Regions from separate parts of the Sus scrofa genome. Here region 1 is linked to region 2. The links are chromatin contacts, called in public promoter capture Hi-C maps. All regions are on one chromosome and are shown on one strand. The core of a region is the stretch at or near the end of the contact, and the rest is flanking DNA. Distances in the headings are between cores, read along the strand shown.

Evidence for each region. Promoter capture Hi-C pulls out the DNA fragments that hold promoters and counts their contacts.
Region 1: a promoter capture Hi-C map of liver shows a contact between it and region 2, with 4 times the contacts expected there. The contact joins the promoter of SMAD1 here to the enhancer-like site in region 2. A contact is called at or near these places in 1 of 5 promoter capture datasets (liver), 8 of 47 Hi-C or Micro-C datasets (alveolar macrophages, fetal heart ventricle, fetal skeletal muscle and 5 more) and 1 of 2 datasets of contacts at active chromatin or transcription factors (skeletal muscle).

Annotation. Positions count from the first base shown.
Region 1 is chr8:82,986,479-82,989,311 of Sscrofa11.1, forward strand. SMAD1 (SMAD family member 1) reads right to left here and starts at 1,431. Exons shown (of 7, transcript NM_213965.1): 1 at 1,248-1,431.
Region 2 is chr8:82,927,947-82,930,888 of Sscrofa11.1, forward strand. The region is part of intron 2 of SMAD1 (SMAD family member 1); the gene reads right to left. All of the region lies in intron 6 of LOC102165892 (a long non-coding RNA gene), which reads left to right. Among named protein-coding and RNA genes, the nearest start is that of SMAD1, 58 kb to the right of the region's middle. Within about 2 kb of position 1,560, at least 20 of the 83 cell types and tissues checked have an H3K27ac peak or open chromatin away from gene starts, as enhancers often do. A contact at or near this core is called in liver and skeletal muscle, where this site is marked.

The DNA.
Region 1 (2,833 bases), core at 181-2,680, 58 kb after region 2:
CTTTGAAACTTCAGCTGCAATGGCAAAAGAACCTCAGCGGAAAGAAAAAGGCCGGCTGTCAGAGCTCTCACGACAATGGTGCTTTCTCAGGAGACAGTTCTGAGACGCTCCTCGATCTGCAGAAGGGAAAGCGCCTTACTGGGGATCTTGCACGGTGCATTTAAACATCGTCCACGCCTCAAAATAAACAAAAGCCGCAGCTACTGGAGTTGTAAGATCCGGCAGGCATCTGTTCCTCCTCCCTTCCCAAAGTACATCAAGGAAACGCTCTCCCTGGGAAGCCTTCATATGTATTAAGCAACTAGAAAAACAAGCCCACGTCTGTCTCTCTCACACCCACCACCCCCACCTTCCTGCAGAAACAACCCCGAGAAACACTAACAAAGACCATGCGCAGAGTAAATGAACACTTGTTCCACGGCGAACTCACAAATACACATGCAGTGAGGCAATCAAATCCGGGAAAGGGAAAGGAATGAGACGACACTTGGAGACTCGGGGCGCGGGGGGGGGGGGGGGGTAGGCGGAAGAGAAAAAAAAAAATTACGTGCAGCCAAACCTTTGACTAAATTAGAGAGAATTTAGGTGAGAACTTTCCTTGACCTCGACCCTCAAGAGGCTGGCCGGGGCAGAAGAGGGAGCCCGGCCCGAAGCCGGAGGGACGCAGGGCACCGGGTGCCCCCTCGCGCGAGCCCCACTTCGCGGAAAGGACAGCGCCCGCGGCCGCCCTCCGACTCCCGCAGGGGTCGCCCGGCCGGCGCGGGACACAATGGGCCCGGCGGGCCGCGCCGACGGCTCAGGCCCGGCTGCAGGAAGGGAAAGGGAAACGGGCGGAGGGGGGAGGGTGGCCGCCGAGGGCCGGCCGCGGGCAGGGATCGGGGCGAGGCTGGGGGCCAAGGGACGCGGCGTCCCCGCCGGGGACCCAACAAAGACGCAGGGGGCACTCCGGCCCAAGCCCAGCCTGGCTGGCGGAGCGCGAGGGGAGAGAAGGTGGCAGGTTGGTTCCCTAGAGCTGCCGGGAGGCGCCATCATGGGGGGGGGGGGTGCCGGTCCGCCCCACGCGGGGAAGAGCCCCCTCTCCGCCTCAACCGCACCACTGGCCCGGTGCACGACCGCGGCCACCCGGCTGGCCCGCGCCCGCCCCAACCCGAGGCGGTGGCGGCGGCGCTGGAAAGTCCGCGGGGCGCCGAAGGGAGGGCGGGGACGCGGCGGAGGAGAAAGTTGGGTTCGGGTCTGTTTCGTTTTACCGGGTTGGCTGCGCGCCCGTCCGCGCGGGCGCACGAGGTGGCCGGGCGAGCGGGGTCCCCCGCGGCCCCGGTCCGGCCGGCCGGGCGCTGCGCTCGCAGGGTCCCTCCCCGCGCCTCGGCTCGGGCTCAGCGGCTCGGCCTCTCCTTCCTCCTCCCGCCCGCCCGCTCGCTCGCTTGCTCCGGGAGCTTGGATTGATCTGGTCGCGCTGGCGTCAGGGAGTCGGAGCCGCCCAGCCTCCACTCCTCCGCTGCCAATACCGGGCGCACTCGCCCTCCCGCTCCCTCGCTCGCTCACACGCGCACCCGCGCGCGCCGCCGCCGCCGCCGCGCGACCAGGGATCCTCTCCAAATTCCCGGCCCCGCCAGCGCGAGCGCCGGGCCCGCGCCGCCTCCCCCGCCCACCGCCCCGCTGATTCCTAGGAATCGAAACGGCTGTCCCTGCCTCCTCTGGTCCCCGTGAAGCCAACTCAGCCTTACCTGCAAGGGAAGTTCCGCGTTCTATGTTTATTTTCCGAAACATTTGGCCACCCCGCCCACCGAATCGCATTTTAAACATAGAGTGCATTTTTGATCATCACCTTTCGAGCCTCGCCTTTTAGGTCTAGTTTTCCTTGCCCCTCACTCCTCAAAGATTTGCAAGCCCCAGAAGTTGCACGTACTGAAAACTGGATAACCTAGTAACTATTTCTTGTACTTAGCCCAAACCTTGAATCAATACATGTGTTTGATGCCAGTTTCAGGATCTAGAGATTCCAGTAGTTAACGTCTTTGCTCCAAATGACAGATGCCGCAACAGAACTCTCAATTTTTTGATCCAGGTTCTGCCACCTTTTGGTTGACACCAACTTCCCAAAATAAAACTAAACTAGCTCCCATCCACCTGATCTGCACAGACATTAAAAATGTCTGTTTATGAGAGTTTTTTCTTCTCTTAGCCGGCTCTCTAGAAGCTGGCCTGAAATCTTGGATGATTAGGGTAAGGTTATGTTTAGAGAATAATGATTCTGAGGAGTAAATTTACGTGTTCCAAAAGAACTATTACCATCATTTTTTTTAAGTCAAATTAATGGTATTCTCCAATTGTCATGTACTTTACATGTGCACATTCCATTTTAAATTCTTACTTATTAACCATCTTATTGCTACATCCCATGTTTAATCATTCAAAAGAAATGCAACAGGTCCCCCCAAATACATAAAATACTGTTTATATATAGTCAGACTATGTCTGCTAATTTCTTCGTTCAATTATTTGAGCACTTACAGGTCAATTCTTGGGCCTTGTCTTGTTTCCCCTAAGAACAGCATTTGACAGTTAATTCATTCTCTACCCCTGGCAGCAACAGTTGCAATGAGCCTTGTGAAATGCCACTCCAAACAGGTCACTACTGTGCTCAAACCCTCCTTTGATAAATAGAATGTGCTGTATGCACACAATGGAACACATTCAGTCATAAAAAGGAATGAAGTTCTGACATTCTACGTGGATGAAACTTGCAAACCCTATGCTAAGTGAAAGAAGCTAGACAAAAACCCCACAGACTGTAAGCTTCCATTTATATAAAATATAAATGGAGTTCCCGTAG
Region 2 (2,942 bases), core at 310-2,809:
CACAGCTCATGGCAACGCCAGATCCTTAACCCACTGAGCATGGCCAGGGATCGAACTTGCATCCTCATGGATCCTAGTTGGAATCGTTAACTGCTGAGCCATGAAGAAAACTTCCTCTTTAAGGATCTTAATGTATTTACCCACTTCTCAGTAATCCTTATCACTACCTGATAGGCAAAGGAAGAAACAGGTCATACAACCCACATTTTGCTACCTGAATACCCAAGGTATAAAGGTCCCCAAATGTACACACTGGAAGAGAAGGAAATAAAGCAAGCCATTCTTAAAAGCTCTGCATGTTAGGAACCTAGGAATTAGCAGCTCGCTGGTCCCCAACCCCCAGAAACCTCAGGAGGCAGAGCCACTACAAAGGCAATGATCAAGGAAGGGAAGGGTTGGTAGGGGTTAGTGCCTCAGCCTCTGGCCAGGGTCACCAGGCGGCCCCTCCCAATAATAAAGGTCCTTGGAATGCCTACTGCCCTTATGACCTTGGCAGAAAGAGAAAAACAACTCGTTTGGTAAACAGCATGGGAAGAGATTTAAAATCTGTGATTGTTGTTGGGAGTTACGGACTCAATGTATTTTCCAAAAGAAACCCGTATTTAGTGGCATTAGGAACTAAGTAGATTTTTGAGGGCTTTCCAGGGAATCTATCCATGACTTAGATAATTTCTACAGCAAAAAGTGCTCCTAACACTTGGATTATCACTAATTCATGAGCAGAAAATTGTATAAGTAAAAATGGGTTTTTGAAGGTATTAAAATTTCTCACATGCTGTATCTTAAATCTCCCCAAATCCTGTAGCAATAAGATTTCCCTACTATTTGATCCCTTAGAAACAAATCTTTTCCGTATAAGTGTATTTCATTTCTCACACAGTGATGGAAATCTGTCCAAATCGTCATCAAAAGTATAATTTCTCCCTGTAATGGACAAGAATCTGAAAAAGCATACACACATATCTGTCTATCTATATCTGAGACACTTAGCTGTACACCTGAAACTTAACAGAACATGGTAAATCAACTATACTTCAATTAAAAAAAAAAAAGAAAACCCTAAGGGAATAAAGGCATAATTCCTCCTTATACACTTGTTTTGTTGATGAAAGAGTTCCCAATAGTCACAAAGTTTCCCCAACACCATAGAACTCTATATTCCAAAAATAAACACATGCTCTGAAATAGTACAGTATCTTTAAATTACCTCCGTAATCAAACGTTCTCTTTTTCTTTCTGTTGTCGCAGCCTGTTACCACTTCCAGCTTGCCTTTTATGGTCAGCTAGCTCTAGCCCCCATTCTGACCCGCACCTTTAAAAGGCCGAAAACAGAGGCCTCTAGACCCCGCCCACCAACTGCAGCGCCAGACAGCAACTCAAGTCAACTCTCCATCTCCCCCCCCACCCCACCCCCGCTACGACCCCCTTACTGAAGCCCCTGTTTTAGTAATTCCTACTGCCCAAGAGAGTTTTCAAAATGGGAATTTACTTCCTTTCCTTGCCTGCAGATGACAGCGGCAGCAGGGGGCAGTGTATTTCTGCACACTCCGCACATGTGTTCCCGGGTAACTGCTGTGGTGTGCAGTGGTCTGGCTCTAAAGCACAGGGCTGCCCTTAGTGTACACTCTGGGGGAGCTCAGTCAGCTTTTGTACATGACCCGGGAAGTTAGCCACCAACTCCAACAACTTAGCCCTCTATACCGGAGCCGGACAAGAGCAATACCTTTTTGCTCACCTCTGCTGATTAATATGAGATGATTCTGCCACTGCTGATATAGGGACAGGCATATTTTAATGAACTTCAACAAGGTATTGAGGGGAGATGCTCTGTGGCTCAGTGGGTTAAGGACCCAGCGTTGTCACTACTGTGGCTTGGGTTCGATCCCTGGCCCAGAAAATTCCACATGCCATGGGCACTTCCTAATTTGTCTTTTGACTTTGCTTATGTGCAAATTTATTTTTTTTTGATAGTCAAGTTTATCAATATTTTCTTTTATTGAATATGGATTGAGTCCTAGAAAGTCGTCTTCTACACCCAGACTGTAAGGAGGAATTCACCCATGCATTCTTCCAGTACATATAAAGTTTCATATTTTATTTAAATCTTGGATCCTTTTGGAGTTCAGCTTACTCACAGTATTAGGAATAGATCTAGGAGTTCCCATCGTGGTGCAGCGGAAACGACTCTGACTAGGAACCATGAAGTTGCAGGTTTGATCCCTAGCCTCAATCAGTGGGTTAAGGATCAGGCGTTGTGAGCTGTGGTGTAGGTCGCAGACTTGGCTCAGATCTGGCGTTGCTGTGGCTGTGGTGTAGGCCGGAGGCTATAGCTCTGATTAGACCCCTAGCCTGGGAACCTCCATATGCTGCGGGGGTGGCCCTAAAAAGCAAAAAAAAAAAAGGAATAGGTCTATTTTTATCTTTTTCTAAATGGTCAGCCAGTTGCCCTAATACCACTTATTAAAAAACCATTTCTGTCCTAGTGACTGGAGATACCATCTTTCTCACAAATCTCCATATATGTCTGGGTCTATCTGTAGATATTCCATCCCATTCCATTCTAGTCTGTGCCTCAGGATGACTGTTTTCATGATAGAGACTGTGTGGTGTTAACATCTGTAGAGCTAGTCTCCTCTCCCAGTTCTTCCTTTTTAATATTTCGCTCATGGGCTTACTTTTCCATATGAACTTTAGTTATCACCTTGTCAACCTCCAGACAAAAAAAAAAAAAAAAAAAAAAAAAAGATTATAGGTACTTATTTAATTGGGATCCCATTTTATTTATACATTAACTTGGTAAGAATTACTTGATTATGTTAAAATATGCTATTCAAGAACCAGGTAGGTATGTTCAAATCTGTTTCTGCATCTTTCAAGATTGTTCCACAGCTACTCTATTAGTCTGGTAGGCCTGCCCATAACAAAATACCACAGATGGGGTA